Regions from separate parts of the Mus musculus genome. Here regions 2, 3, 4 and 5 are each linked to region 1. A link is a contact called in public HiCAR-type and promoter capture Hi-C data. All regions are on one chromosome and are shown on one strand. The core of a region is the stretch at or near the end of the contact, and the rest is flanking DNA. Distances in the headings are between cores, read along the strand shown.

Region 1 (5,866 bases), core at 2,248-4,747:
ACTTTGGGGTTTATGGCAATCAGCGTCATGGAGTGCTGGTTTCGGGGTCAGGCTTCCAGTGCGTGAGTAGCTGCTATGGTGGTAAGAAAATGGAGCAGAACTGAATTGACCACTTTCATTGCTACTAAAACAGACAGGGAATAGACAATGAGACAAGTAGAAGAGGCCCGTGGAAACTGTTTAAAAAGTAATGACAAAACAAAAAACAAAAACAAAAAAACCAGGTAGCTATGTTTGCTGTGTCTCCTAAGGTTTATGTGTTAAAGATGGAATTCCCAGTTCATACACGCCATGGCTAATCTCAACTATCAATTTAGTGAAATTGAGAATCACCTTGTAATAGGCCTTTGAGCATGCCTGTGGGAGACTGTCTTGATTTGATTAAGGGAGGTGGGAAGACCTGTCCACTATGGGTAACACCATTCCCTAAGCTGAAATCCTGGACCGGAGAGGTGAAAGTGAGGAGGGCACAGGCATTTGACAGTCCTTGCCACTACTGCCACTAGACATAATGTGACCAGCTGCTTCATGTTCCTGCTGCTGCTACGTCTTTGTCATGATAGATTGTAACTCAAAAATGTGAGTCAAAATAAAACCCTCCTTTAATTTGCTTTTGCCACAGTATTCATAGAGTCACAGGAAAAATAACTAAGATAATATGCTAACATTACTTAAAGGGTACCTAGGGAGTTACCTGGGATTAGGAACAATCATGAGGACATTAGCAGCTTTGAAGATTGCTGTCTTGTTATATGCTTCTTTAAACCTCAAAATGTCATATGTTTCATATTAAGTATAAAAACAGTCATAATGAAATATATTCAGAAATGTTGGATCAAATTAAGTCATGCTCATTTCTTTACTGAGCCATTAAATAGCCACTAAATAATAAAATACAGTACTACAATTGTCAGGAATGTCTTTGGGATCCATTTACTCTCTGAGCCTCTACGTTTAGCCGAGTATTATACTTAATTTTTCTCTTTGAATTAAAATGACTAGGAAGGAATCCAATTATTATACTTTTTAAAAAATGACAACTTGGAGCAATCTCAAAATTTGATTTGGAATGCCCAGCTTTGGCCCCAGTATAGCCAGTGACTAGTAGGACAACCTAGAGGTCTCTGAGTTCCAGGGCCCTCTCTACCCAGCCCAAGATTCCAGCAAGAGTGGTAGGGAAGGGCGTATGGAAAGCACGCTAGATATCAGGTCCATGTCACAAATCCTCTCTTTAGCTCTCCATACCCAGCTGTTGTACAAGTCTTCTTAAATATTTGTCACATTAACCTCACCCCTTCTCCATCTTATTTGCCTTAGTGGGGCCCTTCAACCTCTCCAGCCCTGATGAAGTTTTTTATGGAGGCCTGCTATTGTTACATTATGGGTATAGTATTGTTACATTATGGGCACGGTATTGTTACATTATGGGCATGATATTGTTACATTATTGCCTTTCTTCTTTGTAGTATTTCCCTTTAATTTTCTTCTCCCAGACTTTCCTATGTGGCAGGGAGTAAGAGAACTTAGTACCTTTCCTCAATATCTTGTAGTAGCTCAACTCCCATCAGTCATTTAACGTGGGACAGAGGCTATTTGCTTTAAGAATCTCATTTGCATTTTTAGGGTCTTGACTTTTGAGTTCACGCAACATGCTTTATCCAAATAAAGTAAACATTTACACATTATAAATTATACACATGAAAATAAACATGCACACTTCTTCTTTGGCTGAGATGTTCCTTTCCATGTTGTCTTCCAGTGAAACTTTTATATAACTTTTAAAAATTTCGTTCCTGTTTTTACTTCAAAAACCACTACTGACACTACAGCGAGGCAGTCATCTTTTGGGTTACCGCTAGGCTCTGTATAAATCTCCATCTCAGCATGTGGTGTCATGTGGAGGGTACCACTGCCAGATAGGAAAACACCATATTCTACTCAATTTGAAATCTGTAGTGCAAGGCTTGATAGTTGCTTCAGAATAGACTCTCAGCAGATATTAGTTGTCTGGATCCGGTGGCAGGAAGGATTCAAGAGTCTGGACAGGACACTTAAGGCTTTGTTGTTCCTAATTACCTGTGTGACTTAGAAGTGTTTGGTGTTTCAGGTTCCTTAATCTGTATTATGAGGAAACAGAACCAGATTTTCTAAAAGGGACTCTGTAGCTTTAACAGCTAACATGACTTTCTATTAGAGGTTATTGCCTTGTCAAAGAATGATTTTTAAAAATAAAACAATTTTGAAAAAGGGAGAGATTTCAAAGAAAAACTTGAATTTCCTCTGTATCTTGGAAAACATACAATGTCACTATGATGGACTAATACTTCTAAAAGTTCACAGTGGAGATGATAGGTAGAACTCAGGGGTAGATCAACTACCTGAAATGTGAGGCCTTGGGTTTGATCCCTCATTCCTCAAAACAAAACCACAAACAACCCGGGACAATGATACAGGTCTGTACTCTGAACGATGAGGCAGGTTGCAAGTTCAAGGTCTACCTGGATTACAGAGTGAGTTCAAGGTTAATATCTGGGTAACCTGTGTAGACTTTGTTTCAAAAACAACAACAACAACAACAAAAACCACTGGAGATAGAGGACAGAGTGAAGGCCTCTCATGTCCAAGGACCTTGGTTCAATTTCCAGTGCTGGACAAAACAGCAAACCTCAACAGTTCACCATGGCCCGAGCTGAATCACATGACTTTAAATGAGTACATGTTCTTTGATCCACTGGGTGGATCCTACTGAGAAGACGCTGTGTTTGAGTCTGACCTAAGTCATCTACGTATGCTTGCAGGTGTAAAACCAACCAACATACAGTTTGCTCTGTGGTTCTGATTCACAATAGTATGGATTCCCCCTACCTCCACTTGAAGTCTATCGAACTTTTGGTATCATGTGTTTTCATGCTCTTTCCAGAAATAACACCATCTTAATTATAGGCAAATCCAAGGCAATCTATTCTAATTAATTTGGCAAAGTATTTCTTTCACATGAACAACTGATGTTTCTCATCCGAGAGGTCACATGCTTGAAGAGTTATTGTTGGAACAGTGTGTGCTCTTAAAGCCTGGGAAAACCACATCCTGTATTTCAAGGATGCGATACCAACTATGAGCCAGGAAAACATCTTTATCAAGTGGGCATTAGGAGATTATCTTTCATTTATCCTTCCGGGGCTTTAGCTAGGATTGCCTTGACATTTTTGCAGTGACATTTTAAAAATGGAGTTGTCAAGTCTACCACAGAGCTGAGGGTTAGGAAACAGAACCTTTAAAAGCTGAGAGTGCTCCCTCAGTCCAGGGAGTCTGGCGCCTCCGAATAAAGAACCCAGCTCTTCTCTATTGTATTGCTTCCTCTTCTGTTGCCCATAGACATCACTTTGTCACCCATCAGAGCTTGGCTCCCCAGCAATTTTGCCAGTCCCTCCAAGCTTCAGCTGTCACTGGCCAATGGGAGAGACGCAAGCCCCGCCTCCTCCTTCCTGGGGCTGTGCCCCGAGCATGCGCAGTGGGCGTGCTTGTGCCGCCGCCCATCAGCTGAGACCGGCTGCGCCAGGCAGTGGGCCCCCGGGTGACAGCGGCTGGAGGTGGCCGAGGAAGCCGGCGAGGTCAGGGTAAGAGGAGACTGCAGAGGCGGGGGAGAGGGGGGCGGGAGGGACACCTCAGAACTGCAGCTCGCTAGTGGTTGCTTTGGGGTGCGCAGAGCGGGGCTCCCCAGGGCGCAGGGCCGGCGCCTCCCTCTCGGGCTCCCACGCCCCGCTCCGGACTCCGGGACGCGACGTGCGAGCACCGGGGCGCGCGGCAATGGAGCCTTGGGGACCGGATACTACCGCCAGATCCTGGCAGGCTACGACCGTGTTCCCATTCTCTGTCAACTTCTCCTCCGAAGAACAGAAAGGGAAACGCGATGGGCCCTGGTCATCTGGCCACAGGTTCGTTCCGCGGCCCAGGGCCTTTGCTTGGCTGTTGGCCTTACTCACACAAGCTAACTTTCTTTGACCTACCTTGTGCTCGTTTCAATTGATTTATGCAAGACACATAACAAGGTAACAAGGTATTTCGAGAATTCGCATATGTGTTTTCTAGGTTAAATTCAGACCAAAAAAAAAAAAAAAGCTTGGACGAGGGTGGGAAGAGGAAGGAAGCTTTACAGTCAAATGCTAATTTTTCCTTATAGCTGTTAAAATTTTGCTTGCATTTTATATGCATATATCAATTTTTGATTGCGTCAGATCTCGTATTTTGTCAGGAATTATTATTTACAAGTTTTCCACAATCAGGAAAATAAAAGGAATTAACTGTGAAACACTGGTTTGGTCCTGTTGGAGGTAGGCATTTCTTTTAGGTGTACTCTGAGCCGCAGTGAACAGAGATTGATAACACTGTTAAATTGTGCCTTGTGGTGCCGATGGGTCTTCGGCTTTGCAAGCTGCTTTCGAAGTTGGCCCCCAGGCTTGTGACTAGTTAAGAACGAGGCTGTAGTTTCCCAGTGTCTGGGGAAGTTAATAGAACACAGTATTAACTCACTGACCTCTGGGTTCTTTTCCTTCAGCTAGCTCACTTCTTATGCTGCTCCTGATTAACAGTCGTTTCTAATTCTGATTATTATCCCAAGTTCATCCATACGCTGCTGGTGGAAAATTATGAATAATTATGTTGAGCTATATGCCACTAAATGGTGTGTGCACAAGGCCCTGGTTCAGTCCCCAGTACTGCAGGGAAATATTACCTCTATGTCTACTAGTACTGCTAGATAAAACTCCCACAGTTAAGTCTGTGTGGATTTTTCTCTGGTTCAGTGTAACTTGAAATATTAATGTGTGAAACTGTGGAGGAAAAAAAATCTTGGTTAATTAAGCTGAAACCAAACAGTGTAGCGTTTGGATTGATGAAGGAGCTGGGCAAAGATGCACTTGTGGACCGAATACTCATATGGAAGATTGAGCACCCTCATGATTGATTGTCTCCTATGATTCCTCTCCTGTTTGTTTTAGGAATTGAAAACAAAGAGTGTGAATGCTCCCATCTTCTAAGTATGATGCATCGCTTGAAGTAGAAGTTACATTGATAGAGACTTCTCATTTCAGACCTGGCATCTTTAGTGTGTGATAACACCTTACTGAGACAAAGAGCTAGTCCTCAAAGGGGCTGGGTGTGTATCATGGAAAGGGCCATCTACAGATAGAAAGGGACACTGAGAAAAGCCCAGGTAGCAATAAGCCTGAAACAGTATTTTAGAAATGTTTATATTTACTCTTAGGCTGGGCATGTGTTCATAGGAAATCGGTACACTTGTTCATTCAGACTTACAACATTTATTCAGGATCTACTTTGTAGCCAAGTACTTAGAGAATAGACTAAGTCCAAGATTTACACTCCCCCACACACCACACATACACACACACACAAACACACACATACACACAGCACACACACACACCATACACACACTCCACACGTACACACCACACCCCACACACACATATACACCACACACGCAATACACTGCACACACATACCACACACACTCACACACCATACACACACATCATACACACCACACACACACACACACACACACACACACACACACACACACACAAAAATTAAAACCTGGGGAACAAAGGAGGAAACTCATATTTTATGCTGGGCTTCATGATTAAGAAAGTGAAACTGACCATTTGATTTGAGCAGGCTAAATTTTAAGCCAGTGTCTGCTCAGAGGAAGTCTTCAAGATTCTACAGTATGTCCATTAGTAACTACAGGGTAGTGTTTTACATTCAAGACTCTGTATCAAAATCCCCTTTGTTCATTTTTAAATTGCCCTTTCCACACAGTCTTGAGACAGCGCTCACTATAGGT
Region 2 (5,866 bases), core at 1,726-4,225, 3.0 Mb before region 1:
TTTGTTAAGGAACTTGGAAAGCTCTCAGGATGAAACATCCCTTTGTGAAGTATCAGGGATACCAAGAAAGCCAACGGGACCTGAGAGTGGAGCCACCGATTTAACTCTCATTAGATTCGCCTGTTAGGCTTGTCCAGATCTGGAGGTGTCACTTTCAGCATTGTGGACATTTTCCAAGCAAATTTTCCTCTGGTCAAAACTTAATCTAAAAACAAGCATCACCCTCAGTCGCCCACAGGGGGCAGTCAATAGTCAGGTGAGGGAGAACTGGGATCACACAGGACCAGGGGGTCTAGGAGCAAAGTTCTAACAGCCCTAGTTGTCCACGCACCTAGTCGTTTGATTTGGACAAACCCCCCTCCCTCTCGTGGATCCCATCTTACACACTAGGGAGGGGATTCTATGTTTAAGGTACTTTCCAGAGGCATGCCTCTACTGTCTTCTGTGCCTCTTAAAAAGCAAGCCCTGGGCAGATGTGCAAAGCCAAAGTCTTGGGGTGAAATGTGGCGTGTGACTCTTGCAGATCTTGAAAGGCTGTGAGAGGGAGCTGGGCGAGTCCAGGATTCTGTCAGCTTTGACAAGGGGCTTGCCTCTGAGCTCTGCATGCCATTTCCTTGCTCTAAAATGACCTGGTCGCCTCGGTAGCATGATTAATTTCGACAAAGGACCCGAAATAACTTTTCCTTTATCTGCTCCGACAAGATCTCAGACCCAACAGTCAAAGGACTTTCAAAGGCTGATTTCAAGCTAGATGCTCTCGACTGCTCCACCTGCGAGAGCCGGTGTGGTTACAAGAGTACAACTATGAATGTTACATTCTATCAAGGAAACAAACCGTGCAAAGAAACGAAAAAGAACACTGGGGGGTTGGGAAGAGGGAGGGGGACCGGAGGAAGTGCCTGTGGCCGCTACGTGATTCTAGAAAAGGGGTTCAGAGTCATTTCGCTGACCTGGTTAATAATCCCTGCCGAGTTGACGCTAGCCCTGCAAGAAACGGCTCCGAGCCCGCAGCCGGGTTTCTCTTCCCCCTGAGTCAAGTTCAAGGCTCCCGCCCCTCCCTGCCGCCTCCGCTCCGGGCTACCTGCGAGCCCCAGGGAACCTGCGCGGCCACGCCCCGACTGAACCTTGGGGCGGCCAGCTTGGGCCGCACCTCCTGGGAGCACCCCTTCCTAACTCCCTCCTCCTGCTGCAGGTTTCAGCTTTCTGCAGAACAGGTGACCTGGGTGCGGGCGGTTTAGGTCCCAAAAGCGAAAGGCGAAACCTCTTAAAGGGTGGCACTTAGGCTGGCGCGGCAGGCCCGGGGCCAGGCACTGGGAGCCAAGATTCAAGGTCTCCCCAATTCACCCCCTTCTTGTTCCGATGCCCAGCGGTTGCCGCTCCCCGCCTGGCCCATCCCGAGGGTGCGCGGCAGGGCCCACGCCCACGCTCCTGCAACTTCCCAGAGCCCGCGCCCTGCATGGCCAGGTCCTGATGGCTCCCCCCCCCCCCCAAAAAAAAAGAAAGAAAGAAAGAAAGAAAGAAAGAAAGAAAGAAAGAAAGAAAGGAAAGAAAGAGAGAGAACAGATTGTTTAGCGAAAATCAAACCACGAGTGGAAAGGCGGGCGCGGATAGACTGTGTCTCCGCGGACTCCCCCCCCCCCCCCCGAATCTTCCTTAGGGTCGGTCGGTCGGTGGCTTTGCCAGAGGCGGGCCACCAAAAGCAGCTGGAGCAGAGTGCTGGGAGCAGCGGCGACCTCAGCTGCTTCCACGTGTGCGCGGCCCAGGAGAAGAGCGGCGACATCGCCCGGGGTGCACTGCAGCTGCCTTGGGTGCCGCCTGCCTCCAGCACTTTGCGCCGAGTGGCGACCGCCACCGAGCTAAGCCCCGCATCTGTTGCTCTCTGGGAGCCCCGGCGTGTCCTCGGGAAACCCCGAGTCGGGCCGGACTTGAGCGCCAGCAACTGACAGTTCCGAGAGGATCCCTCTTCCCGAAGGTGGGGCCAAAATGGAAAGAGAGTGCACGCATCATCTCGGCCGGTGCGGTGACATGTGCGACGCGGGCGCGTGCAGTGTTTGCAAAAGCTTCTTCCATAACAAGTACAAGAATCTTCAAACGGCTGGGTTTAAAACAATCTGCAAACCCATTTTGTCCCCCTAAAATCTTTGCAGCTGCCTGCCTGTCAGCTGACACCTCTCTCGCCTCCATAATGAATGAATGAAATTTAAATGAACTACCTGCAGCTACTAAACAACCCGGCCTTTCCCTATATCTGCCATATGCTCTTCAAGTGCAAACACACCTCAATGCATGCAGCAATTAGGCTGCGACTCCCTCGCCGACACTCGGGGCATCAAGCCAAACACCTGGTGGGCTCCTCGGGTCTGATGGAACCGTTCAGTCCTCGGCTGAAGAGTGCCGAGCCCCCCCCCCACCCCACCCCCCAAAGAGAAACGAATCCCCGAGCAACTTGCAAAAAGAAAAAGAAAAAAGAAAGAAAAAGGGAAATAAAATAAAAAAGAGCCTCAGGGCATGCTTCCCACTATACCCGTGCGCTTCTCGCAGAGTTTTCCATTCATCCTTCTCCCGAGTGTCTTCTGCCACTGGCTGACAGCCCCGCAAACCAACAGGGAAGGCATTCCCACCTGCTCCGGGATGCCTGGATCCCCGCGCGCCCTAGCCCGAGGCCGCCCTCTCAGCCTCCCCATTACCTGTGTCGGGGTCTCCGGGCCATGGCGAGGCGGGCCGGGGCTCCGCCAAGAGCCCCGGGGACCGCACCGGTTGCCGCCTCCCGCTGCCCTCCGCCTTGCCTGCGTCCTCCCCCGGCTGCGCAGCGGCGCTCCGCACCGCCGGGGCGAAGTTTCTCCGGAGAAAGGGGAGGAGAAGGAGGTCACCGAGGAGGAGGAGGAGAAGGAGGAGAAGGAGGAGGAGGAAACAGGTTGATATTAAAGTGTAACTCTGTAAACAGATGCCATCAAACAAAGAGGTTTGGACACTCCCCCTCCCGCCAAATCTGGCGCCCCTGCAGTGCGCACGCGCCCTGCCCGCCGCCTCCGCGGTCGCCCGAGCTGCAGCCCGCCTGGCCGCCGCTCCCATTCGCCTCTCGCGCCGCGGAGCTGCTCCTGGCGCGCAGCGCGGCCGGGACGGCGGGCGGGCGGGGAGCCCGGGCTGGGGAGGGGCGGCCGGGGCCGCGGTGGCGCCTTTTCCTGCGCAAACCCCGCTCCGTGGCCGGGTGGCGCCGGCTCACACCGGGTCCCGCTGTTACCGCTTTCGGGGCTACGCGGTCGCTCCTCTCCGTAGGCTCCGGGGCTCCCGAGCCCGAATCAGCAGCGCTTCCATTCAAGGGCACCTCGATGGGGTTGGGTGACACACTTCTGCCTTCAGGGTTTCAACTGCGCCCCGACTTCAACACACCCGGGAGCAGAGAGTGTGAGGGATGATCGGTTGAATAGAGTGAGCGTACTTCCCCAACCCCCAACGATTTTTGACTAGGTCCAGTTTTTCATGTTTTAATTTTAAAGGGACATCTTTAATTCACTGGTAAGCGACAAAGGATACTTAAATACAGTCAGCCCTGTGGCTACAGCCTTTGACAGATCGAGCCCCGGGCTCATTTTTCAATCTCCTCCCAGATCCTGCAGCCCACACACCACCGGCTTTTTGTCATAAGCCCTTCCTCCCTCACTTAGACACACGCCGGGCCCACCCACCCTAGGAGGTGCCTACCACGCACTTCTGCCTCTGCAGAGTGCGCTCGGGTCCTGGGTCCTGCGTCAAACACTTGCTGGACAAACCTACTGGATCCCAAACAAACAACCCCTAGCAGTTCTCAGGAACTTGTGCACTCCTGATTCATTTTTTTTTTAAACCAAACCCATACCACTGGTTCTCAACCTGTGGGTCCCGACCCACTTGGGATTGCTCGACTGTTATCTTGTACGTTTGATATATATCTGATCTCTACATTATGATTCATAAGTAGCAAGATTACAGTTATAAAATACTGATGAAAATAATTTTATGTTTGGGGCCACCACATGAGAAACTTGTATTAAAGGGTCGCAGCTGAGACCCTTTAAAGGAAGGCTGAGAACCATTGAGCTAAACAGTAAGGACCCTGTTGGGTGTAATTTGAAGAGTTTACCAGCCACAAGTCAGCGAAGGTATCCCTGTAACTTTAACTACAGGTTCCCAAAGGAGCGATGTGCAAAGTGCTGAATTTATAAGGATTGGTGATTGGGGGATTTCAGGGGACTTTCAGTGTTACTTCTGTTTATAAATCAGTACCCTTGGGGATTTTTCTTTTCATTCTCAATACACACCAATTTATTTTGCCTTTAATCTTTTAGGAGTTCAAGACTTGTGCTGACTGGGTGTGTGAGTGTCCCAAGTGCTTTAGGGGTTCAAACATAGCTCAGAAAGCTTTTTTTTTCTTACTAAAAAAGCATGTTCTTACTGAAATGAGTCATAATTTTATTAAATTGTTGAAGCAAGCTGAGTTTCAAGACTTTATCTGGTGTTTGAAACGATGCTTCTTAAAATTAGCTATATCGTTTAATCTTTATGAAGACATTTCAGAGCATGCTCCTAAGGGTTTACAACAGTTTCTTTAAAATAAGAAGAAAGCAGAAAGTTACTGTGACACACTGCTGCATGGTTACAAGTCTCTTGCAACTTAATACACATTTGAAGCCAATACTTATGTGTAGAGTCTGTAATGAACTTTCTGTGCACTAACAATAAGTACTTACCAAGTCTATGACAAACATCTAGGAAGGACTCACCTCTCAAGGGACAGCAGTCTGTCTGGGTGTTACTCTGTGCATCTAAATGGAAGGGTTTCCATTCCTGAGCCTCTTGAATCCTTGCTAAGATGATTGATCTCACAGCCTCCTTCACAGAGTTCTGAAGAGGTACAGTTATGTTTTATGATTCTTAAAAAAGAAAAGGAAGAACTTTTAAGTAGAAAAACACTTATCATTTCTTTAGTGGTTTTGTACATTGGTATGTACATGGCTTGGGAATTCATAATATTCTTATTTCTCCAAGTTATTTTGCTATACAGTCTTATATTCCCCCCTCGTATGTGTCAAAGTAATAAGTGTGGAGGACAGACATAATCTAATTTAAAAAAAAAAGTACAGCCCAGTCATTTTACTATCATTTGTGGTCTATTGCTAGCTTAAGCTACGGAAGAAAATAATTGTGTCACTATCAAAATTTCTGTCTGGGTGAAAACATATTTCTAAAGATATTTCAGAATGCATATTGTAGCTGTGTTCATACATTTCTCCTTCCACTCATAAGTTTGGCAAATGCATCTTAGATGACAACTCTATGTTTTATGTCACTCTCAGATTTTTGTTTGTTTGTTTTTCAAGACAGAGTTTCTCTGTGTAGCCCTGGCTGTCCTGGAACTCGCTCTGTAGACCAGGCTGGCCTGGAACTCAGAAATCCGCCTGCCTCTGCCTCCCGAGTGCTGGGATTAAAGGTGTGAGCCACCACTGCCCGGCTCACTCTCAGTTTTTATTTACTTATGTTTATAATTTCCTAAGTCAGGTATTTTCTCTGTGGCAGGATGCAATAGATGCAACTTTGGGTTGTAATGCACTGCACAGGGAAGAGAATGCTTCTGTAAAGGACGAGATCTTAAAAAGAAGTGTTTTATGGTTTGATGGCTATACTGTATATTTCTCCCTTATTCTGCTGTCTCCTCTTTCTCTCTAAGCTCTAATAATGTGCAACAAACAAAAACCTTAAACAAACAAACAAACAAACAAACACCCTGAATGTTTGCTGTCCACCTGCAGGCCATGCTGATCCGAAGTCCTGAATGTGCGTCAGAATCACCGAATCCACCCAGGAGAAATTCACGGCTTCCACTGCAGTG
Region 3 (5,866 bases), core at 1,728-4,227, 2.9 Mb before region 1:
GGAGGCTGGCTGTCCGGTCATGCCGGCACTTCCTCCTACACTTCTACACAGTGGAATTCTTTCTGAAAGAAAAAGGAATAAGCTGTTGATTCAAGGACCGACCTCTGTGGCTGAATGTCAAAACAGTTGAGTAAATGAAGATATAAAAAAGAACACGTACTGTCAGGTTTCTTCTACATGAAGGTCTTAAAAATACGAATGGAGTTTTAGTGACAGAAGCTGATCTGCTGTTGCCAAAGGCCTTGTTAGGGAGCCGTGGGAGCAGAAGGATCCCATGACATTTTCATATTTTTATATTCTGTATAGAAATGCTTGAGAGTCTACATATGTTGTCTTGATTGGGGTTGGAGGTTTCACTGGCATTTACATATGGGCAAACATTCCAGATTATAGACCTAAAATATGTCCTGTTTATGGTTTTCAAAGTTACTCAGTACCACTATCAACAGGAAGCTTTCAAGTTTTATCTTTTGCTGTGTGTCTTAGGGTTTTATTGCTGCAGCAAAACACCGGGACCAAGAAGCAAGTTGGGGGAAAAGGGTTTATTCAGCTTACACTTCCACATTGCTGATCATCACCAAAAGAGAGCTAGGACTGGAACTCATACAGGGTATGAACCTAGAGGCAGGAGCTGATGCAGAGGCCATGGAGGGATGCTGCTTACTGGATTGCTTCCCCTGGCTTGCTCAGCTTGCTTTCTTATAGAACCCAGGACCACCAGCCCAGGGATGGCACCACCCACAGTGGGCTAGACTCTCACCTGCTTAATACTTAACACTGCCTTACAGCTGGATCTCATGGACATATTTCTTCAACTGAGACTCCTTTCTCTCTAGATTGTGTCAAGTAGATACAAAACCAGCCAGTACAGTGTGTTAAAAGACTCTGACCAAAAAAAACCCACAAAAACAAAAACCAAAACCAAAAAAACAACTATGGGAGGAAAGGGTTTATTTGGCTTACACTTCCAAGGTTGTTTGTTTGTTGGTTTTTGTTTTTGTTTTGTTTTGTTTTAAGATTTATTTATTTAATGTATATGGGTACACTGTCACTGTCTTCAGACACACCAGAAGAGGGCATAAGATCCCATTAGAGATGGTAGTGAGCCACCATGTGGTTGCTGGGAATTGAACTCAGGACCTCCGGAAGAACAGTCAGTGCTCTTAACTCATCAGTCGTCTCACCAGCCCCACACTTTCAAGTTACAATCCATCACTGAGGGACATCAAGGTAGAAACTGAAGCAGAGACTGAAGCAGGAACTACAGGTGCAACTGCTTACAGGCCCGCTCTTCTGCTCATGCTTGGCTTGCTTTCTCTTACAGCCCAGGCCCCACTACTAAGGAGGTTGCCCTGTAGAGCAGACTGGAAACTCTTTGCATCAATCAATCAAGACATTGCCTCACAGGACAATTCTGATGAGGCAATTTCCAGGTGACTCTGAGTTATGTCACCTTGCCAGGGAAACTAACAAGTGTAAATAATATACCATTTTCAGGAATCAATACAGAACAGACTGGTCCACACACCCAAGTTATGTGTCATGTCTGAGGCAGGATTGTTTTCTTATTCACCCTACTAGTTATGTGGTCGGTTTATAACTCATTTACTTCAATAGCCGCATCAGTGACTTGTAATTAACAGCATTCACGTTTACAGTGGGATAGAAGCTGACCCTGGTTTTTAAGTTTTATGTACGTGACGTTGAGACAGGGTCTCAACAGTGCTGGTTGGCCTGGAACTCCCTGTGTAGCCAAGGATGACCTTGAATTCCTGGTCCTCCTGTCCCTGTCTACAGAGTACCAAGATTAAAGGAATTGAGCCACCAGGTCCAGCACATTTAGTACTCTTTAGCACTTAATGTCCTGTGCTAAGTCCTCTTACATGGGCAAATATTATTTATGAATTTGATAATGTATAAGATAATATCTTCACTTACAAAGAAATAGGCTGCAATGTGGAAATTATTTAAAGGTATAAAATAAAACACTTAAAAATCATAAAATTAGCATCTACTTTTTTTTTTTTTTGTCTATAAAGTTTTGCCTTGGAGCCATATGAAACATTGTGAGTTAAGAACACCATTGGGTAGTCAGTCAGAACTCAAATCTGAGCCCTTTACAAATATGGATTTAATTTGTGTTATCCTCATTGTTGTGGATTAGAAAAGCTGAGTAAGGTGGTGTTAGACATTCGCCTTTGATTCCAGGTCTTGGCATTGAAAGCACAAGCTACAATAAAATGGTTTGTTCAGTGTGATAATAAGGTTGATGTTTTTTACACAGCATTATTAGCCTTATGTTGTATGAAACAAGGATGTTTAATAACAGGTTATAGATTTATGTGTTATTATTACATCATAAGCACCCAAGGCTAGTTCTGTGTCTGAAAAGCTGTACTAAACACCCTTAGCAAGTTCACATATTTATGTATTCAATCAATGTCTAAGGCTTCCTTCTTAATTAATTCGTGCTAATGAAATATTTTACAAAGCTAAGGTCAGACAGTTGTTTACCAGAGCTGTTAATGAATTTAATATGGAGCCCATACCTGAAGCCATGAGTTACATGCGAAGCATATTGACCCAGTGTGGCTACATTTCAAAGCTAAAATTACTCATTCAAAAAGTTCCCTCTACAGCTTGGACTAATTATTATGCCAAATTTACACGTTTATTGATTGCCTATAGTGTTTACTAAGGCTTAAAAGCTGAAACAAAGTCCTTGTTTTTACTGAGCGAAATAGGCAGCTTTTCAGATGATCAAAAACCAAAGTTGGGAAATAATCCTGAAAACCGGTGTAGGTGAAGGATCCCGCTCAACAACCCTCTGGTTGCTTCATTTCTGGCCTTGAAGTCCACGTCAGTCAATTCGCTTGTGGGCGGGACCTCGCCCCCCCCCCCCCCCCGCCAGTTCGCGAGCGCGCACGCGTTCCCGGGAGGCCCGCAGTGACCCCGAGAGCTTGCCGTCGCCAAGTGCGCAGGTATGACGTCGCGCATGCGCGGACGCTCGGCGCAGAGGCCTGGCGGAAGACAAGATGGCGCGGCAGAGGTGTTCCGCCCGCGGTCTGCGCCTCGTCGGTTTCTGAGCCGAGTTTTTCTGGAAGGGACGGCGGCAGGCGCCGTCTGTGCGCGATGGCCCGGCATCGGAACGTCCGGGGATATAACTACGATGAAGGTGGGTGGTAAGGCCGCGCCGGCCGTGACCTTAGCTCTTCCAGCTGTCTCCATGGCCGCTTTACATCTCCCTGGAATCGAGCATGGACCCCGGAGCCACGCTCGCAATGGGATCTTCGGCGGAGAGGGAGCGGGCGGAGAGCGAGCAGGACCTGAGAGGAACACCCGGGGAGGAAGCCGGCGTGTTGTCTGCCTCCTAGCTGAGCTAGTTCACCGACCGGGCAGGGGTGTAGCATCTCCAGGGCCCATAGGTGTGGCGAGGTCGGGATCCGATGCTGTTCGTATCCAAGCGTCACCTCTTCTTTCCCTGTTTCCTGCGGGGATCCCGCAATGAGTTCCTGACGTCTGTCTCATAAGCCCTCCTTCAGACAAGCCCACGAGGCCGTAGTTAGAAAAGAGGCTGGCTTAGCGCTTACCTGCGGCCGGCCTACTACAAACGTCAGATTTATTTCGTTGTCCCCGTGTCCCTGCGTTTTTGACTGCTCCATTTTTTTCCAACGGATTTCAAAACTGGGGACGTGAGAAACAGAAAAGATTCTTGTTTAAAAGGGCTCAAGAAATTGGGTCGATTTGCTGATGTTCAGGTGTATAAATTCAGTTATTGGCAAACAGTGCTTAATGTAGATTGATTTTAAAAAGGAAATGGAAAAATAACACCAGCGGGGAGGTCATGAAAAAGGGACTCGCAGTTTGTTGGCATTGAGTGGATGATAATAAGCATCATTTAGCATCACAGAAGCTAAAAATAAACACAAATGTAAAGTGATGCAAGAATCCTAAAGACCTGCTGCTTTTTAAAATGGAGAAGATGCAATGTTTACGCAGGCGGTTGTTATTAACACCCCCTTTGGGGGGATTGTGAGCTTCAGTGTCCTCAACAGGTTTGACCAACCAACAACCTGGGCTGCATCTGGAGACTTTGACCCAGTCTGCCTGGAATATCTTACTTGGCAGGCATTCACTGTAAGAATACATAGTGTCTGTATAAAAGGCCTGGTGGACCACTACCACTAAGAAATGACTTTAGTCTGGAAGAGATTGTGTAGCTGTGAAATAAGGGACATTTATTACCAATATATTTCCTCAGCCAGTGATAATTGACTATTTAAGGGTACTGCTTAACACATGAGGACTGTTTACAGTAACAGCTGGTTAAAGCATGAGAGATTCCACAGTGTGATGACAGTAATATAGAAACGATGCAAAAGAGAGGGTCTAAATTAGAAGGGAAGGGCTGGGATTTCTGTGTAGCCTCTGAGTGCCGAATACCTTCTTACCTTGGCTACCTGAGGTCAGGTTTGATTCCTTTGTAACAATCAGTGACATCATAAGCAAGCGTAGCCTGTCTTGGGATGTTCCTCCCTTCCTGTTCATAAAAGTTCATTTTCCATTTTCTTCTTCCCAGTTAGGCTTCCTTTTGGGCTTTCAGTAATTAAAACTTCACAAAAGTATTCTAATTTCATTAGAGTTAGTCTGTGGACAAAAAACCTGTTGGCTCCTCTGTGTAACACCTGCGTTACTTTACCGTTTAATTCCAAGTACTTTTCAGGACTGCCTCTATCTATAGGTTTTTGTTTTGAGACAGTTTCATGTAGCCCCTGTTGGACTTGTCATCGCGGTATAGCCAAGGGTGATGAACATAATCTTTCTGCCTCTGATTCTGTCTCCCAAGTACCAGATGATGGGCTGGCAGGCCTGGTTTATACAGTGCTGTTGGAACCTAGGACTGTGCATAAAGGGAGAGCAGCCGAGCTATGTTTGCAGACTCTCTCCCATAGTTTAACAGCCTTTAATTGTATGTCTGCTTCAGGCGTGGTGGGATACCTTACGTGTAGTAAATCCCTCCAATGTTTTGTTGAAGAAGTGAAGCACTTTAGGAAGACCACGGGAAGAGTTCTCTTCATATTTGTATATTGTCATGCTTGAGGTTCACCGAACTAGCAAAAGTGATTTATAATATCTAAAGATGTATGTTTTGGGGTTATGAGTGAAATTTAAATTTGGGATTACATTCTGATTTAATTTAATCTTACATGTTTTTATCCAGTTAAAGCAGTCACACAAATTTTCTTTGCCACAGCCCTTGGTCTTGGCCTTTAAGCATGTTGTTCCTGCTGCCTGCATGCCCTAGAAAACTGGCTACCTCTGTCCGTTAGAGTTGGTTTGGATGTTCTCTTCCTGGGGAAGTTCTCATTTTGCTCATGTGTGTTCCCATATGCTCCGTATTTCATGATGCCTAATCTTCGTGGAGTCTGTGATCACCCTTTTCTGGTTTGTGAGATTTTTGGCATTAAGAGAACTGGGAGTGTGTGCTCTTCTCTTAAGTACTGAAGTGTCTCCATAGTAGCCTCTGCTATAAATTTATATATGTTCCTTGCAGTTTTAAAGTCCTTTGATTTGTTAACCTATAAACACATTAAGTTAGTGGTCCGTGTATGCCAGGGACTTAAAAACGTTTGCCAGGAAGGAGCTGTGATTTCTCGTGCTTTGAAACACATCTTGTACTTGGAAGAAAAGAAATGAGAGGCAGCTGTTGGAAGGTAAAGGTGGTGGGGAAGACTTCTGGGAGCTTGCTTACCTAGAGAAAGAACAACCTTAGGAAAAGCTCAACAAAACATATTCTTTGAGGCCAGTTAGCAGTCACCAAAGTTAGCCATCCTCGATCCCCACAAACAATGTCTGTATGGTTGCT
Region 4 (5,866 bases), core at 1,621-4,120, 2.6 Mb after region 1:
CAGGAGTATTCAGAGAAACCAAACCCTGTCTTGGAAAATAAAACAGAATGGAGCTAACACCTGCCTGGAAGTCCCAGCTTGAGGAAGTGAGGGTATGGAGGAGAGGACAGCAGAGAGCCCTTAGGCGGAGGACATGGAAGTAGTGGACAACTAATTGTAGGGAGAGAAATATAGAGCAGGGTCTTTTATATATGTGTGTATACTGTCGATCTCTTCAGACACACCAGGAGAGGGCATCAGGTCCCATTACAGATGGTTGTGAGCCACCATGTGGTAGCTGGGAATTGAACTCAGGGCCTCTGGAAAGAGCAGTCAGTGCTCTTAACCGCTAAGCCATCTCTCCAGTCTGGGCAGTGTCTTTTAAAAGGAGCATTGTGTGTGAGTTCACAGTGACATAACAGAAAAGACATTTTTGAAAAGAAGTACATATTTGAAAGGGCCAGGATGATAGCTCAGCAGTCCTGAGCACCGATGGCTCTTCCAGAGGACATTAGTTTGACTTATAGCACGAACACGGTGGCAGCTGTATGTGACTCCTGTTCCAGGCAGTATTATGCCTGCAGACGATTTGATATGAATGCAGGCAACCCTGCAGGGCGTTTTCTTAATCAGCGGTTGATGGGGGAGGACCCAGCCCATTGTGGGCAGTGCCATCCCTAAGCTGTGGCCCTGGGTTCTATAATAGATCAGATGGAGCGAGCCAGGAAGTAGTAACTCTCCCCAGCCTCTGCATTAGCTCCTGTCTCAAGGTTCTTGCCCAGTTTAAGTTCCCGCCTCAGTTTCCCTGATGTGGATATGTAATCCAAGTGAACCCTTTTCTCACCTTGTTGCTTTTGATCTTGATGTTTCACAAGTAAGACAGTGGATATATTATGTAGTTGTTGTCTATTTTTGTTTGTTTTGAGACAGGGTCTCTGTGTGGCCCAGACTGGTCTTGAACTTGGATGCACCTGCCTTTGCCTCCCAGTGCTGGGATTAAAGGTATGTATCACCATACCCAGCTGACAATGGGTATTTTAAATATGAATGACGTTATCTCTCAGTCTTAAATAATGAAAAATATAAACCAGATATGTGTAGAATGGCAAAATCAGAAGCATCGAGGAGTTTTATCTCGGTTAACCAAGAGTGACCACAAAGGTAAGCAAGAATTTCAGTTAGTGACTGGGGATTCAGACCCTTTGGTTGCTTCCTTGCCTGGGTTCAGTCTCCCCACCCACTCCCATACAGACTGACAGTCACAGTTGCAATTGGCAGGACTACTGGCATATACTTGTCCAGAGAATCCCCAAATTTAATGTTCTCAACTGGGTAGCAAGTTCAAGGCTAAAGTCAGGGCTAGAAAGATGGCTCAGTAGTTAAAAGCATATGCTATTTTTCCAGATGACCTGAATTTGGTTCCTAGCACTATGATGGGCAGCTTTCAACTTCTTTATAACTCCATCTCTGAGGAATCAGACAGTCTCCCCTAGCCTCTGGGGCACCAGAACATTTGTAGCAAACACTTGGAGGGACACACAAACATGCAAATCAGTAACCAGCCCAACAACAACAGCAGCAGCAGCAGCAGCAGCAGCAGCAGCAAGGTATGGTTCTAAGAATAGCACTTGGGGACAGAAATAGGAAAATCTATGGTTTGAGACCAGCCTGGTCTACACAGAAAGTTCCAGGCCAGCCAGGGCTATTTCATCTAAATGTGTGTTGTGTGTGTGTCTCTGTGTGTGTGTGTGTGTAAAATAATAAAATATATATCAAGCAAAATGTTTCAATTGAGATTGTCACATATATCAAAGAGCAAGAATTTTTGTTTTTAATTTTTAGGACTAGGAAACCCAGAAAATGATTTTTTAAAACTGATGTTTGAACTTGCTTTTTTCAGTTGACTAAACAAGGCGGTATCTAGGTGGGCATCTCCTGGCACTTACTATCTTATTTTGGTCAAGATATTTCACCTGTCCACTGGCTATACTCTTTCTAATAATATTCTCTCTCTCTCTCTCTCTCTCTCTCTCTCTCTCTCTCTCTCTCTGTGTGTGTGTGTGTGTGTGTGTGTGTGTGTGTGTGTGTGTGTATCTGTGTCTGGCACAAGCTGGAGTATTCTTGGGCATACCCCCAACCCCACCACTGGAAAGTAATAGGTTCTCAGCAAATGTTGGAACTTCTTATTTTGACTATTAACTTTTTTTTTTTTTTTTTGGTTTTTCGAGACAGGGTTTCTCTGTATAGCCCTGGCTGTCCTAAAACTCTGTAGACCAGGCTGGCCTCGAACTCAAAAATCTGCCTGCCTCTGCTGGGATTAAAGGCCTGCGCTACCAAGCCCAGCTGACTGTTAACTTTTAACAGGCATTAGGTAGACAGTTTAAAGTTTATTTTTCCCAAATAGTGTTTGATTAAAAAAAAAAAAAAAAAAAAAAAAAAAAAAAAAAAAAAAAAAAGGTGTGCTTGATATTGCAGGGCACACAATAACACAGTATATTTTGTAGCGGAAAGCAAAGCCTTTCTGGTGGGCCAGATGGCATTGTGACCTTTGATTGGGCTTCTTGGTTTGGCTGTGGTGAATGTCGAATGCCTGAAGGGGTTAAGGAATGCCTTCCTTGAGTGATGCGAAGCAGCAGAAATAATCAGGTAGTAGTAACACATGGGGAAGGGAAAAGACTCTGTCCTAACCACGGTTTCCTCAGGCCCCCTTAACAACTGCTGCTGCTGCAGCGGCGGCTGCTGCAGCCTGGGATTGCCGGGTTTAAACAAAGCTGTGAGTCACACACAGCCTGTAACTGCAGGGCCAGGAAGCTCTGCGGGAGAGGCCACGCCTCTCTCCCTGTGAATCGCTGGCCCGGACAGGGGAGGGGCTGGCCCTTGCTAATGAGCAAGTTGGTCAGGCGAGACAGGAACTTCATTCCCCTCTGTGTCAGAATCCCAGAAATTATGCCCCTTCTCTCACCATGAACTGGCTATCGAGTTCCTCGGGAGTTGTGCTAACTGCTTACCACCCCAGCGGCAAGGACCAGGTCGCTGGGGACAGCCATGTAAAGGGAGGCGACGAAGCCACCTCCAGGTAAGGAGGAAAAACAAAAACCCTCTACCTGCCCAAGGAACAAAGTGACAGGGAAGTTGTCAAGAGCGGAGAGAATCACCTCTGTACTTGAAGCCTGACCTGACGCTGCAACATAGGCGGTTGGCTAGTTCTTTGCATCTCATTTACTCGAGTGCAAGAGCCCTTCTGGTTACCAGTGGAGGATGGGGGGAGTCGGGGGCGGGGGTGTGTGGGAGGTGACTCTGTGGCGCTCCGACCAGTTGCTTAGCAGGTGCATGTGCAAATACTGACTGATCAAATGACTGTATCGGAAACACTCTCTGGGAGATGGAATTCTTGAATGGGCTCAAAACGCCGCTGGAACTGTTAGCTGGGAAAGTCTGCCAAATAGCAGGGAGGCTGGTCACTCTTCTTGCTGTTTTGAGAGTGGCACCCTCCTCCTCTCTCTGAAAGCAGACCGCTTGGGCAAAATGCCCAAGTCAGTGGCCTGTGGCTGTGCTGTTCGCATTCTTCAGTGTGTGTAGATTACTCGCACAGCCAAACACACCCCTCCCTGCACTCTTGGGATTTCAAAGGGGAGTTTTTGTCAGCAGGCAGTAAGTACTCTGTTGGTAGAAGGAGCGTGGTTAATGTAAAATCACTTTATAGGCAGATAGGGCAAACGTTCTATAGACCATTGAGTCGCAGAGTCCTCTCTGCCTCTCTGTGTACTTTGTTCTGTTTTTCAAGGTTGGTTTTTCCCCTGCCTCTTCCTTTCTCGCCTTAATGACCTTCTCCCTAGCTGAAACCAGTAATCTCCAGTCTTAGATAGAAATTGCAAACATTGGCCTGGAAGATTGAAAAAAAAAAGTTATCAGTAAGTCCAATTCCATCTTGATATTAAAGGTGATAATGAACACTTTATTGTTCCTGGGTACTTCACGCCTGTGCCTTCCAAAGAAAAGAATGCCTTCTTTCATTGGTTTCCCAAATCCTTAACCGCGTGGGGCGTGTGAAAAATCAAAGGAAAGGTTAGACCTTGCCTGGGGAACTTTGCTTCTTACTTGTTGCCCTCTGTATGGAGGCCATTGGATAAACTCATTTCCAAAGTTCAAAGGGAGTGGTTGCTTTGGGGCTACACATGTAACCATTTTGTTTCCTTTGAGATTTATCAAGCGTTTCCATGCATGCTTCTGCAGGACAGTAAAATATTCATCTTTTAGCAGCAAGCAGCCAGCAACAGCAAACCAACAGTAAGCAGCCCTAGCTTGTCTTCCTTCTGACAGTTAAAATAGCCCAAACTGTGAGCTCCCAAGTTCTTCATTTGTCACTGGCTTCAGGCTGGGTGGGCTTGAGGACTGAGCTGAGTCTTGGGTCTCCGTTGTGAGAGTGAATTAAAAGCGCTGGGACTTTGGGTCCCAACCTTCATCCCACTGTTCAGACTCAAACTCCAGAAATCCCGCTCAGGTGTAGCAAAGTCTCTTAGGGGAAGCTTGTGCATGAAACTGTAGCCATTCTTTCCCATCCATCTTTGCAAGTTTGTAGTTTGTTGTGGGAGGTTTAGACTTGAGCAGGTGGAACAAATGTGTGTATTGTGTTGTTTCCAGCTATTGCAGAAGCAGAGCCAAGGTGGGCAGAGAAAACAGGGTGAGCAGTAGGCCTTGGATATGTGTCAGGACACATCTCTAGATGGGCTGTAAAAGACCTTTCAGCTAGCCGCCAAAATGCTCACCAACCATTTTCTGGGACTGCCTTTTCATGAGGGATAGGTAGTGATGCTGGGGTGTGGGGAGAAGGTCAAAGACTGGTTTGAGGCAGGAGGGGAGGGGGAAGCAGTCTTCATTAATTTTTACCCTGAAGCTTAGTAACATATCAGCTAGCACAGTGTAACTTTGGGAGGTTCCTTGTTTAGCCTGGAAGAGGTTAAGATACTGGAGTTGGCATGAAGTAAGGCTTCCTGGAGTGAGGGGGGATTTGAGCAGTGGAACAGATAGGGCTAGTAGTGACCTCCTAAGGATGGCCATAATGGATGGGGCTATGTGTGGATTGGCTGGCTGGTAGTTTAAGCATTACGAAGTTGCTCCAAGATTTCAGTGATTGTTGATGCCTATTTTGTAAACAAAACTGAAGTGAAACTCATATAAAGAGGCTAATTAGATCCTGCATGTCCTCATATCTATTTAAAAGTAGCGGGAGGTAGCTCAAAATTCTGACCTTGTTTATCAAAGAATTTCATTTATTCTAAATTATATGTGTATATAATATATAACATGTATATACATATATATGTTATGTGCATATACTCATATTTTATATATAACAGCAAAATATAAAGGGTTATATTTATGATTTCAGATGTTTATAGAAAATGTTTTGATTTTTAACTTTCTCTTGCCAAATCATCCTTTCAGGATGATGAGAAGTTAATACTTTGGTGAGCAGTCTGATATCATAGAACTTCTTATATTACATTACCTCGATTAGAATTCACTCCCGGATCCCAGATTGAAGAATTCCTCTCACTCCTGTTTGAAGCCTCCCAGTTGGAGAATCCTGATTTATGTTTTCTTTTTGCAGTGTTTTTTCCTTAAACTACAGGGACTTGAAAGAAGATGTTAACATTAGTTTTCTGGCTGACTGTATACAAATGATTCCAAAGGAAACCACTTTTTATGGACAGCTATATTTATAAGACTTTATTTACTTACTTGTGTATTTAGGCAGGCATCTCAGTATTTGCTTTAGGAAAAACAATTTTTCAAAAAAAAGAAAAAAACTATATCACTGTTCTTTTGACTTTAGCATCATCTTAAGGGGAAAACTATTTTTTATTTTCTTTTAATATTAATTTCT
Region 5 (5,866 bases), core at 2,218-4,717, 2.0 Mb before region 1:
ACAAACTGCTGATAAAACAAGTTTTACTCCATCTCTGTGTCTTGGTTCAGGTGATGACAGAACTCACCTGTGGAAGGGGAACACTCTGGCCGTACAGTCTTATTCTGACAAAGGCTCCAGAATTCAAGATTACGAACTATAAACCAGAGCAAGTCTGTGTGCAGGACATTATTGGCTCATCAAGCCTGGGACGCACCAGGTAAGAAAGAATGTGAAGTCAGTGGTGCTTTGCAAACTTGGGGGGGGGGGGGGGCGGAGGTTCACACCAACAAAAACAAGTCTCTCTTTCTGGTAAATCCATCTAAATTAAGTCTTAAAACTTTGAAAAAACTAATATGTTTATTGTGCTCCTTCAAGCTTAGAGGCTTAACTACACGTGGGTAGGGACTGTAATTATGATCAATTACTTATGGCTGGAAGGCACTTAAAAAAGCATCTGCCCTTTTAAGCAATCTTTAAAAACCTGGGCTTATGAATAACACTTGCCCCAGGAAAGACAACAAATTACAGGTTCAGGGGCTCAGTTTTGACATTCTCCCTTGGAAGGGAAAGAACTGTTGCTTATCTTTGATTTCCTAAGACTGTCCCTAAAAACACAAACCTCTACAGTAAGAATTTCTAGTTTAGCCACATATGTCGTTGGGTGCAGGAGTGGCGGATGGGTAGTGGAAAAAACTAGGAAGAAAACCAAAGGTGACAGAGGTGGCGGCTTGTGAGGATGATGCTATTAGTTAAACACAGGGTCATTTCACTAATCTCATCGCATAGTCAATCAATTTTCTTTGCTAACAAATTCAGGGTATGGGTGCCCAAGTAGCTTCTTGGTCCCTGCTGTGTAACAGTCTCCTCCAAGATTAAAACATCCCATCTGACAGGAAGCTCCTTAAGCAGGAAAGTAAACAATTCAGAATAGGGTTTCAGGAAGTCCCTGAAACTAAGCAGATTCACTAGGCTCCTCCTTGCCATATAAGCAAGTAAGAGATGAGTGTCCCTCTCAGGAGAGCAGAGTCACATCAGCAAATGACTCAGAGCAGACAAAACGCAGAAACCAGCCTAGCTGCTTGGTAGAGTCTGAAACCAACGGAGGTTCCTGGAAGGCTCAATCTCCAATCCGGTGAGCTGACTGCAAGTGTACAGTATGCTCTAGGGTATCAGCCTTGTGAGCTGTCACCCATGCTGGGGTGGGCTTCGATGACACAGGTCTTCTGCCTCTGTACATAAGCCCTCTTCCATATTCATATATATATATATATATATGATAAAACTCACCAAGCTGGACTTACACAAGTCTTGCTGTGTCTAAACAGGAATCTGATTTGTTCTGTAAAAATGTCAGACGGAGAATTATGCCTTCCCGGGGACCTGTTCTAGGCCAAGGATCTGATAAACTCTGACATATCCAGTGCCCGAAGTGGCTTTAAATTTAGAGGATTTTCACCTATGCTCTTGCTTTATCCTCACAACTCTAAGTAGGCAGGTGTCAAACGAGGTAAAATAAATTTAGAAAGCGCATCTTCTTTTTGCATATAAGCAGATGCTCCTGAATTCACAATTCAAATTCCTACTGTGGGATCAACTAAAAACCATCTAGAGACACACCAGACACAAGAGGATAAAACAGGAGAACAGGGTGAGCCAGCTAGCCAAAACTCTTCTGTTAGAGGGACTTGTATTGACCTGCACTCAATGATTGGTTATACAAGGGTGTTTGTTTGGAAGAATGCTACTTTGTATTTACATACATGACTGTTACCTTTTATCTGGACACCCCACAGGTAACAGACAAACGAAATTTGATACTAAATTCTAATGTTGAAATTCATCCTTTGCTACAGCTGTAGTGATCCTCTAGGGTAGTGAGTGACTCAAAGCCAGCAAGCAACTTTCAGGATCACAGACCTCTCTGAAGTGCAAGACACAGACAGACAGACAGACAGACACACAGATGGTAATCCACTTTTAGTAAAACCTGACTTTCTAGAAGACTCATTCTCCCTCGTCTCATTATCTTTTGCTGTTGCACCCCATGTACCCTTGCCACCCAACTAAAGCATAGGCACAATGGGGGCCTTTATTTACATTGGCTTTTTACTTATTTATGTAGTAATTAAAATTAAAATGTAGTAAAAAAAAGTAAAAATGTACTTATAAGTCTAACTATATTGGAGCCGGGCGTGGTGGCGCACGCCTTTAATCCCAGCACTTGGTAGGCAGAGGCAGGCGGATTTCTGAATTCTAGGCCAGCCTGGTCTACAGAGTAAGTTCCAGGACAGCCAGGGATACACAGAGAAACCCTGTCTCGAAAAACAACAACAAACAAACAAACAAACAAAAAACCAAAAAAAAAAAAAAAAACCCCAAAAAACCAAAAGACAAACAAACAGAAAAAAAAAAAAAACCAAAAAACAAAACTAACACCCAGCCCAGGAAGATTCTGTAGACTGAGTCCTAGAGGGCTTGGGGTTGTCTGGTTTTGTCCCTAAAAGACACCCAAAGCCCCCAGACCCCTTGGGGCACGCAGAGCGGTGTGGGAGGGGGAGGGGAGCCACCGCAGGTCTCTTTTTCTGCCTGTCTAGCAGGGTCACCGGTTTTATCTGAGGAAACTCAACTCTTAACTTTAGTTGGGCAACCAGCCGCCCCTTGCCCAGCACATTCCCGGACCCCATAGCCAGGGCTCCAGGCTCACCTGACCACGTAGGGTTGCTCTAAGGTCTCCAGGTGCCTCAGCACCGCCACCTCACGGACGGTGGAGAGCCGCAAGTCCTCCTCACTGGTCTGTACTCGCTGGCGCTTCGGAATCAGGAAGCGGCCGCCATTCTTCAGGTCGGGGGCCTTCGCCGATCTCTGCCAAGCACTCGTACTCTGATCGGCGCCACCCAGGCTGTCCTTCTCCTTGCTGGCTGCAGGCTGTCGGTGCGGCACAGAGGAACCGGGGTGCGTACTCTCTGACTTACACGCCTCGGGGGCCCCCGGGCTAGACGGACCGACCTTCTCGCCCGCGGGCGCAAGCCGGGCGCAGCCGCGAAACTCCGCCCAGCTGAGTCTCCGCGCCCTGCCGCCGCCGCCGGAGATCCCTCCTCTTCCCCCTCCGCAGCGATTACGTAGTCTGCCCACAATCTCTGCACCTAGGAGGAGGAGACCGGAGGACAAGGAGAAAGTGTGATCAGACTGCCCGGGAGACTTCCATCGGGTTCCACCAGCTCCCCTCATTCTCCCCTCTACTCGCCCTGGCTGCCTAATCCGGCCAGGTTTCTCGGAGAAAAACCAAGTTACTTTTCTTCCCCAGCACGGCTCGTGCTGTCTTTGAAAGGAAGAGGTTGCTGGGGCCCCTTGGGGATGAGCGCCGAGCGGGACGCAGCGGGACAAGAGGGGGCGTGCGGAGCAGCCCAGAGTGTGCCCGGAGTGCGGGGGAGGGGGGCGCCGGGCGCATCAGTGTCACGGCTCAATATTTATACCTATATCGTTGTTCTCAGCTGCCCTCCCTGACTCGTCGCGCGGAGTACGGGGCGACCTGGGGGAGTTCGGAACTGGCGTGAAAGCACCGGGGGTTCACCCATGTGGGGTCGCAGAGCGGGGTTGGGGCTCCTAGGACCCTGTAACCCAATGCTGCGAGTATGCGAGTAGGGGTGGTCAGACATCTGCTCGGAGATTGCTTCCTTTCTACTTTCAGTTTTTCTACAGGGAGACATTTGAAAGAGACTCGCTCTCACAAACGGTCTTTGGGGTATGGCAAGCTTAGCGGGAGACGAAATTCTGCCTCCGAATCGCCGAGGACCTCCCTTGTGGAAACTCAGGGAGGACAGACCATCTGGTAGGGGAGGGCTGGGGCTACTAGAGGTGGGAGAGCAAGGGGCCCTGGAAGGGGAGAAGTGTCCTGCTCCCTTTCCCGCGCGCGCGCGTGCACACACACACACACACACACACACACACAAAGATCGCAAGGGTATGGGAAAGGCAGGTCCGTCACACTTTTGCTTGTCCTGTCCTGAAAAGTAACTTCGGGACTTTGCTAGCTAACCGGGACTGGTCCTTAAGTTTTCAACCCGTGCAAAAGCAACCGCCCTTACGACGGTGGGGGTGGGGGCAGTAAACGTAGGTCTCCCGGGTGTGAGAAGGGTTAGGTCTCCCTTGTATCGCGACTTCAGAACCCCCGCCCGGTATCCTTGGCGGCTGAATGTTGGTAGCCAAGACAGTCGCTCTGTTCTCCAAAGGCTGGAGGCTAGGTCCCAGGCGCGGTCGGGCGTCCCATCCCCGTTCTGTTGTTTAGGGAAGACCGAGTGAGCCTTCCCGTCCCACCGCGGCCTTAGTCTGGTCTGGACCTTGTTCCACTACAGCCGCGTATCCGGAAAGGTCCCCATGCGTTTACCTGCCCCGCACCCCTCCTCCCCCGCTCGCTCTTCCGCCTGGAATTAAAGAACACATGGCGCGACCCCCACTGGGTGCGAGCATAGCACCACCTGGACAAGGCAGGGACACCCCAGGCTCCTTTGAAAGCTTTCCTAAAAAGCTGCATAAAGGACCCTCCAGGCCTCTCCCGGGGGTCGAGGGCCACATAGGTAGCGGGAGCAATGGCCTTGGCGCCCCTGTCCAGCCCAGGCTCCCGGAGGGGGCAGCACACGCACACCCAGACCGGAGCGGCGGTCCCTAGCCCCCTCTCCTCCTCCACTTTTGTTGTTGTTGTTGTTGCTTTACCACGCTGGCTAAATGTGACTTGACCCCATTTCAAAAAAGTTTGACATAGTGCTTCAACCTTTCTGCACTCCTCCGCGACTACAAAGGCTGCAGCCGCCTCCTTCTGCTTTCTGTCTCAGCTCTCTGTCTTAGCACTGAATGAAATCCTTCACGAGCTTCTCCGGAAGCCTTGCCAAAGGGTCCCCACCAGCTCAGCGAGGGGAGGCCTGGGGACCGCGACCCGCTCGTGTGCGCAAAGGCAGATGCGCCCGCACAGATAACGCCCACGTCCACAGGACGAATGCGCCGCGGAGCCCCGTGCTGCTCCTGCCCAGGGTGTGCATTTGAACTGCAAGGCTTTAAATAAGGAAAGTAAACTTGGGGCGTGAAGCAAGAGTGCACGCGTGCGGCTTCAATTCCGGTGGGCTGTGTGCACTACACTCCTTGCTTAACGCGCCTGACGGGTAGCCAGCAGGAAGCCTGGGCGAACATTTTACTCCTTCGTTGGGAAGATGGGGCCCATACCCACACCCCTCGGGAGGCTACAGAGGGAACTTGCACAGGGGAAATAAACGTGGGGGCGCGGAAACACATTCTCCAGCACGGAATCCCACCCAGACGGTGCACGTTCAATTTTAAATGTGACTGTCCAAGTAGAGTCAGTTTGAGGAAGCTGGACAAAAAGTGAACGTATGGGTATTTTACGCACGAAATCTGTTCAAGCTGGCATAGGACCCTGGTGTGGGGTGTCCGCGCTGTGGGAGGTTCCTCTCAAGACCTCTAGCTCCCCCCAGCTGGCCCCCATAACCTACCCAGTCTCAATGTTAACCCAAGGGGATTCCAAGGGGCCACACAGCCCCCTACACCCCGTTACTCTCTCCCACTCCGATCCTCGCCGAGGACCCCCGCGTCTCAGCCTACCCACGCGAGTCCGTGGCCCCTTACCTGCGGAGCAGGGGCGCCGGCCTCCTGCGAAGCTGGAGTGTCTGTCTGCCCCCGCGCGTGTTCGCCCCGCGGAGCAGGTAACTGACTACAGCGGCCCGGGCAAGCGGCGCTCTGCGGGCAGGGGATGGGCACAGCGGCGGAGGGCGGAAGGCGCCGCCCGCGGGGAAGCCAGGGAGGCTCGGGTGCCGCGGGGCGTGGATCTGCGAGCCTCCGGGCTGGAGAACGACCTGGAGGCGAGTGGGCAAATTAC

Evidence for each region. Promoter capture Hi-C pulls out the DNA fragments that hold promoters and counts their contacts. HiCAR-type assays count read pairs that join an accessible place to other places.
Region 2: a contact with region 1 is called in a promoter capture Hi-C map of liver, with 2.7 times the contacts expected there. The contact joins the promoter of Myb here to the promoter of Stx7 in region 1. A contact is called at or near these places in 2 of 39 promoter capture datasets (hippocampal neurons and liver).
Region 3: a HiCAR-type map of astrocytes shows a contact between it and region 1, with 7 times the contacts expected there. The contact joins the promoter of Hbs1l here to the promoter of Stx7 in region 1. A contact is called at or near these places in 1 of 39 promoter capture datasets (hippocampal neurons) and 1 of 115 datasets of contacts at active chromatin or transcription factors (astrocytes).
Region 4: a promoter capture Hi-C map of pre-B cells shows a contact between it and region 1, with 2.7 times the contacts expected there. The contact joins the promoter of Arhgap18 here to the promoter of Stx7 in region 1. A contact is called at or near these places in 2 of 39 promoter capture datasets (liver and pre-B cells) and 1 of 484 Hi-C or Micro-C datasets (pre-B cells).
Region 5: a promoter capture Hi-C map of embryonic stem cells shows a contact between it and region 1, with 20 times the contacts expected there. The contact joins the promoter of E030030I06Rik here to the promoter of Stx7 in region 1. A contact is called at or near these places in 2 of 39 promoter capture datasets (embryonic stem cells and hippocampal neurons) and 1 of 115 datasets of contacts at active chromatin or transcription factors (astrocytes).

The regions. Positions count from the first base shown.
Region 1 is chr10:24,145,792-24,151,657 of GRCm38.p6, forward strand. Stx7 (syntaxin 7) reads left to right here and starts at 3,498. Exons shown (of 10, transcript NM_001358563.1): 1 at 3,498-3,617.
Region 2 is chr10:21,158,009-21,163,874 of GRCm38.p6, forward strand. It overlaps Myb (myeloblastosis oncogene), which reads right to left and starts at 2,976. Exons shown (of 16, transcript NM_001198914.1): 1 at 2,688-2,976. The coding sequence starts at 2,710.
Region 3 is chr10:21,293,002-21,298,867 of GRCm38.p6, forward strand. It overlaps Hbs1l (Hbs1-like (S. cerevisiae)), which reads left to right and starts at 2,978. Exons shown (of 18, transcript NM_019702.2): 1 at 2,978-3,175. The coding sequence starts at 3,133.
Region 4 is chr10:26,769,642-26,775,507 of GRCm38.p6, forward strand. Arhgap18 (Rho GTPase activating protein 18) reads left to right here and starts at 2,871. Exons shown (of 15, transcript NM_176837.2): 1 at 2,871-3,055. The coding sequence starts at 2,943.
Region 5 is chr10:22,145,803-22,151,668 of GRCm38.p6, forward strand. It overlaps E030030I06Rik (RIKEN cDNA E030030I06 gene), which reads right to left and starts at 3,468. Exons shown (of 2, transcript NM_001254745.1): 1 at 2,687-3,468. The coding sequence starts at 3,210.